Linked DNA regions of Mus musculus: region 1 is linked to region 2. Evidence: chromatin contacts called from public HiChIP or PLAC-seq data. All regions are on one chromosome and are shown on one strand. Each heading gives the region's core, a stretch centred on a gene start, on an enhancer-like site or on the middle of the called end of the contact. The rest is flanking DNA. Distances are from core to core; before and after follow the strand shown.

Region 1 (4,582 bases), core at 1,348-3,847, 300 kb before region 2:
ATCTTTAATGAGCAGATGTGCTTCCCATGGGGAGCCGGGGGCTCACCTGGACATTCTCCTTGCACATCCCAAGATGTACTTTGATGTCTACTTCGGTGATGCTCTCTTCCTGTGCTGACTGGTCCGCTCTTTCTTTTTTTAAGATTCCTCAGATTGTCACCTTTGCTCATTAATTAATTAACACAGCAATAATTAATTAACACAGCATTTGCAAACACTGTGTTTCTGATGGACCTGATATCTCACTGAACACCCCCATCTCCCATCCCCCATCCCCTCCACGTTCAACACACACACACACACACACCATTGATAAGGAAAGCGGCTGCGGGGCTCCAGGCCCGTCTAGTCTGACCACATACTGTAATGTGGCTTCTGAGACATGAGCTCCTGCTTCAAACCCAGGCCTTGTCACCAGCTAGGTGACCTCAGAGGAGTCACCTACCTTCTCTAGGTCTCAGCTTTCTCTCTTTAGAAAAGAACAGGCAAGTTGTACATTGGGTAAACCAAATTAAATAACTTCCCAAGTGCTTGGCAAACGGTGGTTTTCATTTGGCTACAAACTGACAAGCTCCTCTGCCTGCCCTGAGGAATGTTTATATAAAATGGTTCATAAAACAAAAAAGTGGGAGTGGCTCTGTCTGAAAGCAGCCATGGGGAGCCTTCTGGTCCTGTAGCCTCTGTTAGCCCTCAGTGTAACCCCTTAAGGGGACTTCCAAAATTCCCTTAACCATAAGTTTTGTGTGAAATAAAAACTAATTCTGTTCTAAATTATGTAGGGGTTTTGTTTTGTATTACCTTTTAAGTTACAGATACAAAAGAGAGCAATGGGCCAGATATGTGAAATGCCTTGGCTAAATTCACACAGATATTAGTGTGAGAGCCAGGACTGAGGCCAAGGCAGGCAAATGCCAACACAACACATTCTGCTATTGTGAAAGAACACATTGTGTACACTAAAGACATTATTCCCAGTAATAAGTAATTAGACCTAAGAAATGTGAATGAGCTGGGAGACTCTGCCCTAGACACATTAACAAAGTCAGTTAACAAATTATGGTATAGCCGTATGGTTAAAAAATTTGCTTCTACTAATGTTTGTGTAAAATTCCAAGGAAGTCAGTCTTAGGACCCTGGAAGTTATAATGTTAACTCATCCTTTTGTCTTAGCAAAAGGCAAGCAGCCAAGCAAGCCCTATGAACACTGCCATTTTCATTCTAGTAAAATATTTATGCATATGAAACCACTGGGAATAAGGCAGAATGCTGATGAGCAGCAGGTTTAGGAAAGATTTAAAAACACTTTCCATGTTCAGAGGGACAGCTCAGTGGATACAGTGTGAGGACCTGAGACCCATAGAAAAGGTGGTCATGGGAATGAGTGTCTCTAATCCCAGCATTCCCGTAGTGAGATGGAAGATGGAGCCAAGAAAAGCTTGGCAGCTCCCAGACCTGACAACTTGGGTGTGCAGTGCTGAACATCGAGAGACTGTCTCAGCAAAGTCGAACCTTGACACCCATGGTTGTCCTCTGACTTCACACATGCATGCATGCATGCATAAATACATACTGCGCATTTAAAATATGGGAAGGCATTAAGTATTTAAATTTGTTCCTTATACCTTGTAATGTCTGCCAGTTCAGTGCCACTCACTGTGAATGAATATGAATACTTGGTAAATTAATAGTTTCTTAGATTTATAGTCTCATCTGTCATATGTAGGTAAGATACTTTATATTAAAAATATGTGCTAGTGTTTGTAGGATTGTTTAGGAAGTTTCATGGGAAAGCAGATACACACCAGGGGATGCGGACTTTGTGGTCTCTTTGGCAGCTGGTTTGTATGTCGACTTAACACCAGGCTGCTAACTGCCCTGTTGCTTTGTCCTTGCAGCCCCGCCAGACCCAAACATGTGGAACTAAATCTGAAAACTCCGAAGAATCCTGACAGTTTGGGAAATGAGCACAACTCATTTAGCCAGCCAGTTCATAAGGGGAACACAGCCAACAAAATCTCCTTATTTGAAAACAAGCGGGCTAACAGTAGCCCCCGCCACCCCGACGTCCGTAACACAAGGAACAATCCTCCCTCTAGTAAGACATTTGTTGGGAGGGCGAAGCTGAACTTAGCCAAAAAGGCCAAAGAAATGGAGCAACCCGAAAAGAAAGCTGTGTCAACCAGCCACCAGAATGGCCTGGTGGTCAAAGAGCCATCTGCAGAAGGGAAAGGCACAGCAGTCCCTGTCCCCAGAGAAGAGATTCGTCCAGCCACCAGAGGAGGGGAAGGAGAGTCCACCAAGGATCAGGTCCTCCGCCCTGAGCCTGAGCAAAGTGATAAGCTGGATGTACAAACAGACACTGCCTATCCTTCCCACCCAGGGCCCACTGCTCTGGTTCCTGTGAAGGACTCTGAGCTCTCAGGAGAGGGCCAGCCAGAGGCTGCTGACAGCAAAGGCCCCGTCCTTAACAACACAAGTGATGTTGCACAGGACATCGCTGCCATTTGTGATGCCAGAGAGGCTCCCCCAAAGCCACAGGATGCATTTTCTGACTCACAGCCAGCTTCAGCGGCTGAGTCAGCTAGGGAGTCATCTCTCCCGCCTTCTGCACCCATTTCTGTGGACGCTCCCCAAGATGGCTGTGTTCAAGTTCCCATATGCAGTGTTCCCTGCACTGCTCTAGAAGTGTCAGAAAACCACAATGGGTGTGTTTCGCCAGTCTCTCCTCACACTGAGAAAACTCCCATCTCCAAACCTGGAGTGGGAGAAGCCAGTCCCCCTTCCACTCCAGAGCACAGCCCAGAAACTATGGGGAAAGACTGTCCCTCCAAAGTCCTCGTCCAGGTCCGGTCCTTTGTGCTTCCCGTGGAGAATCCTCAGGATGTGAGCTCTCAGGTCATCTCAGAGAGCTCTGAAGTTAGAGAGGCACAGCTGCCAAGCTGTCACAGTAATGAGCCTGAAGTGGTGTCTGTCACCACTTGTGTTCCGCAGCACGAGGATGCACCAGACACATCACCCAAGGACATCCATCACAGAGAAGGACATGTGGCACAGTCTCGACCACACATCACACAGTCAGGACCTGAGAAGGCTCCGCCCATCCAGAGCAGCAGTGGGATGCCCCAGACAGCGGAGTTCATCCTCACCCACTCTCCCAGCAGCAGAAGTCATGCAGAAGGCCCCCAAAGGCCAGGTCAAGATGCGACCAGCCCACTTACCCCTACCAGGCTTTTGAACATTTCTGCTGGTAGTGACAATAGTGTCTTGGATTCTTCTTCTGATATGGAAAAATTCACTGAAATTATTAAAAAGATGGACAGTGCAGTATGTGTGCCCCAGAAAAAGAAGAAGGCCCGGGTCCCAAACTCTCCAGCCCCTCACTTCGCTATGCCTCCCATTCACGAGGACAGTTTGGAAAAGGTGTTTGATCCCAACGTGTTCACCATTGGTTTAGGGAAGAAGAAGGAAAGCCTGGCAGAGGTGTCACCAGCTTTGCACTTGTTGCAGAACCACGACCCCATATCCAAACTGAGAGCCAAGCGTGCATCCACCGAGCAGAGCATCGTCTTCAAGTCCTTGCACACTAACAGTAATGGGAAGAGCGAGCCACAGACCACTTCAGAAGCAAGTGACAAGGAGAACAGGGACATCAACAGCGGCGGCGTTAAGAGGTCACGGCTAGAAAACAGCACGCTTTTCTCAAGCATGCTTTCTTCTCTGCCACAAGACAAAGTCTTTTCTCCCTCCGTGACGTCAGTCAACACAATGAGCACATCTTTTAGCACTTCTCAGAACAGCTCCGTATCTCAGTCATCAGTGGTACAGCCCAGGAAGGAGGGTGGCCTGCCCTGTGGCTCAGACAAAGAACAGCCACACCTTGCACCCCACAACTCCTTAAAGGTCTTCAATTTCAATTCATCAAATACATCTCGTCTGGGTTCCAGCCACATGGAAAAGTACCCACAAAAAGAGGGAAGCAAGGAAGATGTGAATTCTCAGGGCAACCTACAATTGCCAGAAAACAACCTTTCAGACTTACCCAAACTGAAGAACAGCGATGGCGTGGAAGGTATTCTGAAGTCAAACCTGCCGAATGTTGGGAGCGTGGACGCGGACTTCCTGGGCCTTTTCAAAGCAAGCCGGTATGACCCAGGCCATTCCTTTTCTGGAATGTCCTTATCAGACTCTATGGTAAGTACTAATTCTTATTTAGATGGGATGTTTCTAAACCTAGAGGCAGTGAGGGGCTCAGGTTGTATTTTTACAGGGGTTGTACATGTGCAATAAGTTTCTATTTGTTTACCATGTACCTTTTGTTTTGTTTTGAGACAGGGTTTCTTTGTGTAGCTCTGGCTGTCCTGGATTTAGTTGTGTAGACCTGGCTGGCCTTGAATTCACAGAGATCCACCTGCCTCTGTGCTATGATTAAAGGTGTGCACCACCACTGCCTCACCCCTCTACCCCTACCTCTGTGCACTTTTAAATCTATGTGCAAGGAACTCTTGGAGTCCAAGAAACAAAGACACCAACACTTCCTCCCCCAAGACATTTGTGGCCAAGCCGGGAGAATAAGTTATGTTTC
Region 2 (4,330 bases), core at 806-3,305:
TTTTTATTTTACTAAAGAAACAGTCACAGACTACCCACATTGCTGATTTTTCTATTAACTCCATATGTGTAAGTCACCAATGTGCTTGGCACTTCAGTTTCCTTTTTTCTGGAAGTTGGAGATTATAAAGCTGGGTTTCCATGATTATTAAATAAAAGCATATAGAAAAAGCAGATGGCTCAAAGTGCCGATGTGCAGGAATACGCGGTGGGAAAGGGATGAGTTTGACTCAAACGGCAGAAAGTGGAACTGGGGAGAAAGACAGCGGCTGCCAGGCTTTGAGCGCACCTGCCTGCCTGCCTGCCAAGCCTCACGTTGAAATCTCGGGCTCTTAGAGGCTTCTGTACAGAGACTGGCAGCCAAATGCCACTGCTTATAGTATGGTCTCCAGGGAGGCTTGAAGGCACCAAGGGCTCGCTGAAATTCCCGGGAGATCTCCTTTGGGGTCCTCCCACCCTACACGGAGGAGCTATTACAAACTTAAGAAAAAGAGGCAACTGTATCTATCACGAGCCAGTCCCATTTTGGGGCGGGTCCAGAGGGGGAAGCAGTTGCCTCTGGGCATGCTCTGCTCCACTGGCCTGGACTGCAAACCAGACCGTTGACTACACAAGTTCAGAAAGATTTGTCGCTGGCTTTGGTAAATCACACCAGTTTCCAACCATGGAAATATTCGCTTGTTTACCTCATGCGTGTCTCCTGCCAGCATGCCTGCAATCCCGGCACAAAGCACTGAAGCAGGAGGATCATCCATTCCAGGTTAACCTCGGCAATAGAGTGAGACCCTGTCTTAATAAACACAGGAGCAGCCAGAGGAATGAGGAAGATCAGAGACATGATGACAGGGAATGGATATGAGCCAAGTACAATGATATCTATCTGGGGGCAGACGCCATGATAATTAATACCTACTGTTTTGCACACAAACTAAAAAAAAAAAAAAAAATCAATAAAAAAAGTGCTGTCATTAATTTTTTTTTAGGATGGAGAAACAGTTTGTATGAATTTACATTCTTGTTATAATGAAGACTTTGTAAGTTTATTGATAATTATAAAAGCTTGCAGTACAGTATCAGGAAAGCAGTCGACTGCACCCTGATAGGTCCTCATTCACCACAGGAAACAAGCCAGAAATAAGCCCATCGAGGTGATTGAAGCTTGGGATTCTGTGGTGGGAGCACTCTCTGAGTTCGAGACCCACCTGGGCAACAGACTCAGACACAGTCTCAAAAAAGCAGAACCAAAGAGCTCCTTCTCTTCTTCTGTAAAGGACTGACACACCTTTAACTGGCTTTGGCATTATGAGAAAAACTCCAGGACTCAGATCAAACAAAGCAGAGGCCTGGTCCTTCCAGCGCTTGCCGGCCTCCACCTGTGCTTTCTGTCCCATCAAAGGAATGGGGATTAGCTGCCCTAACGCCGCTGGAATGAAGCTCGGATTATCTTGGTGTCTGTTTTCACAGGCATTGAGCCTGAACCCCTTAGCCAGTGAGACCTGACTGGGCCTCTCTCTTGTAAAAGTAGGCAGGCCCAGCTGAGCTGATACCAGATACAACAGGAGTCCAGCCCCTACCACATGTCACTTCCATTAAATCCCATCTTGTTGCTTACTGGGTGTGTGGCCTTGGTTAACCACAAACCCTCAGAAAAGCCTCAGATCAGCTGAAAGCCTTTGTTTTTTAGCCAGCTCTTAGGGTATAATGAGAAGAGTTACTCGGAATGTTAAAACGTTCCTTTCCTACTGCCAGGGCTGAAACCGAATGGGACACACCAGTAAGATGGCTGGTCCTCATGATTCCATTCATGACAAAAAGAGACGTTATCTGGTCTCTTCCCGTGACCGTGTAGAAAATGGCATGGTGTTCAAGAGCCTTCTAGTTAACTGAGGTGCTCTGAGCAGGTAGCCAAGGAAGAAAGGCAGTATTTAAAGGGGCAGTTAGTGTTCAGAGGGGGGAAGGAAGTATCTTAATTCTTTATACTGTCCCTGACCCCAGCCTCCGTTCCATAAATAGGCCAGGATAACATTTGCTGCCAGAGGAAGTATTCAGATACCACTTCTAAAGGCCATGAGTGATTCACACTGGAGGTCAATAATTAACTTAGCCGGGAATGTGTTCAACTGCACAACTACTCTTAACTCTTTAAATCTCAGAAGACATTCTCCCCAGCTTGGTGAAAGATAACAACTGGAAACAGAGCAGTGTCCACACGGATCTGTGATGCTGGTGGGTGGAGGAATGTCGCCGTCTGTTTTATGATTAGCATACCTTGGAGCATTAAGTCACAGAATGCTTCAGGGAGTGAGATGTCTTCGATCTACCACATGGAAAAGGCTGAGGACTGGATGGTTTCCATCTTGGCAGTCATTATTTTCAGGATGAAATAGACATGCTTTATTCATCAGGAGACCTAATTGCATGACTTTTTTCCTATCCCAGTTCTAAACTAGAGGCAGGTGATCAGGGAGGAGGGACATTTCCTACCTCTGACTGGGCATCCTTCAAGGATCTCCTAAATGGAGACTTTGGTAAACGACAAGAGGCAATAGTGGTTTCGGATTATTCCAGATGAAGAAATCACCCACCATTGGTTTGGGGAAGGGGAGTTGTTTCTGGTTTGTGGGAGGTGCCCACCCCCATGAGCTAGCCAGTCTTGTCAAGGAGGCAACCCTAATGACTCTATAAGAACTGGCAATGTGAACTATGCATGGGTGAAGAGAAAAAAAATTCCGCGGGGGCATGGGCAGCCTGTCAGGCAGAGATGGGCTTAGGCCTCAAATGGCTTGTGGGCGAGTGGTGGGAAACCTCAGAGAGAAACAACTTCACTGGGCCACAAACAACTCTCTGCTGACTCCCATGTGCCCCCTGGCAGGAACACTAGCAAGAGAACTGCACCCCCACTGTGGTTACGTCATGTCCCTCAGAGTTCATATGCTGAAGGCTTAACCCCCACACCTCAGACACTGGCACGATTTGGACAGAGGATCTTTGAAGAGTTAAAAAAGACCTTTGAGAGGACCATATAAGTTAAAATGGGGCCACAAGGATGTACCCTAACAATGTGGCCTTATGAGAAGAAATATGAACACAGGAAGGAACTCCAGGCCCTCTACATGCGGAGAGATCATGTGAGGATACACAGAGAGGCAGAGCCAGGACAGAGACCTACGTCTTCACATCTTGATCTTAGACCTTCAGCCTGTAGACCTGTAAGACTGTGTCCTAGTCAGAGTCACTATGACTATGCTGAAACACCATGACCAAAAGTAAGCTGGGGAGGAAAGAGTTGATTTCACTCACAGTGCCATAGAACAGTCCCTCACCAGAAGCTGTGTGGGCAGGAACCTGGAGGCAGGAGCTGATACAGAGGCCATGGAGGGATGCTGCTTACCGGCCTGCTCATCATGGCTTGCTCACCCTGCTCTCTTAAAGAAATCAAGGCCACCAGCCCAGGGATGGCATGACCCACAATGGGCTGGGCCATCCTCCATCAATCCCTAATTAAGAAAATGCCTTACAGGTTTGCCTATAGCCTGATCTTGGGAAGCGTTTTCTCAGTTGAACCTCTTCCCTCCTTTCTAGCTTGTGTCTCTCTCCACTGACATAGAACTGCCCAGCACAAATGGTTTCTGCTATTCAGCCCCCTAGCCTATGACTGAGTCAATTCGAGTCTTTTGAGGAGGACAGACAACAAACAAATTATTTAATTGATATTTTAAGGACAGCCATGGAGGGCATTGGAAAGGGTGAGTTCCTTTGAGAAAACATATCAAGAACAGCTAGAAGAAGAGTTCCGGGAAAGCCGGCCACAGGAGCTCCCACTGTGGGATGCTGGGAAACAAGACTGATGCCCCAGAACAGCAGGTGACATGGCTTCCTGGAGTTGACAGAAGTATCTAGCTAAGCCTTGATCTTGAAAGCAAGTCCAAACTATTATAGGTTTTTAAGTGGGCAAGGGGATCAATAATTCGAGTATATTTTCTTCTAGAATATTCTAAGTAGGCAGAGGCTTCCAGGCACAATGTGTGTAAGGGAGGAAGGCTAAGCAGAAGTGGGAGCAGGCAGGTAAGGATGAGGGAGAGAGCTTCACACATAAACGTTTTGCTCAAAGGGCAGGGCTTGGTGATGGGAAATTGCTTTGGAGTTGTTTTGTCCCTGTAGCTGCCTGTCTGGGTGCTCAAAACATGTAGATGGATGTGTCCTTGGTGGACAGGTCTCCAAAGTCAAGTGGTTGTCATGCAATCTGCTTCATGCCAAGGGTGTGGAGACCAAAGGGCTATCTCCTCTCACATTCTCTCTTCCCCATCCCTGTGGAATCGCATCACAGACCG

What was found. HiChIP or PLAC-seq counts read pairs in DNA pulled down with a chosen protein or histone mark.
Region 1: a contact with region 2 is called in an HNF4G HiChIP or PLAC-seq map of pancreatic cancer cells. The contact joins two enhancer-like sites. A contact is called at or near these places in 1 of 39 promoter capture datasets (pre-B cells) and 1 of 115 datasets of contacts at active chromatin or transcription factors (pancreatic cancer cells).

What each region holds. Positions count from the first base shown.
Region 1 is chr10:43,996,661-44,001,242 of GRCm38.p6, reverse strand. Crybg1 (crystallin beta-gamma domain containing 1) reads left to right here. Exons shown (of 22, transcript NM_001368305.1): 4 at 1,896-4,191. Among named protein-coding and RNA genes, the nearest start is that of Gm40636, 31 kb to the right of the region's middle. Within about 2 kb of position 2,597, at least 80 of the 459 cell types and tissues checked have an H3K27ac peak or open chromatin away from gene starts, as enhancers often do. A contact at or near this core is called in pancreatic cancer cells, where this site is marked.
Region 2 is chr10:43,691,901-43,696,230 of GRCm38.p6, reverse strand. No RefSeq gene overlaps it. Among named protein-coding and RNA genes, the nearest start is that of Gm40632, 18 kb to the right of the region's middle. Within about 2 kb of position 2,055, at least 55 of the 459 cell types and tissues checked have an H3K27ac peak or open chromatin away from gene starts, as enhancers often do. A contact at or near this core is called in pancreatic cancer cells, where this site is marked.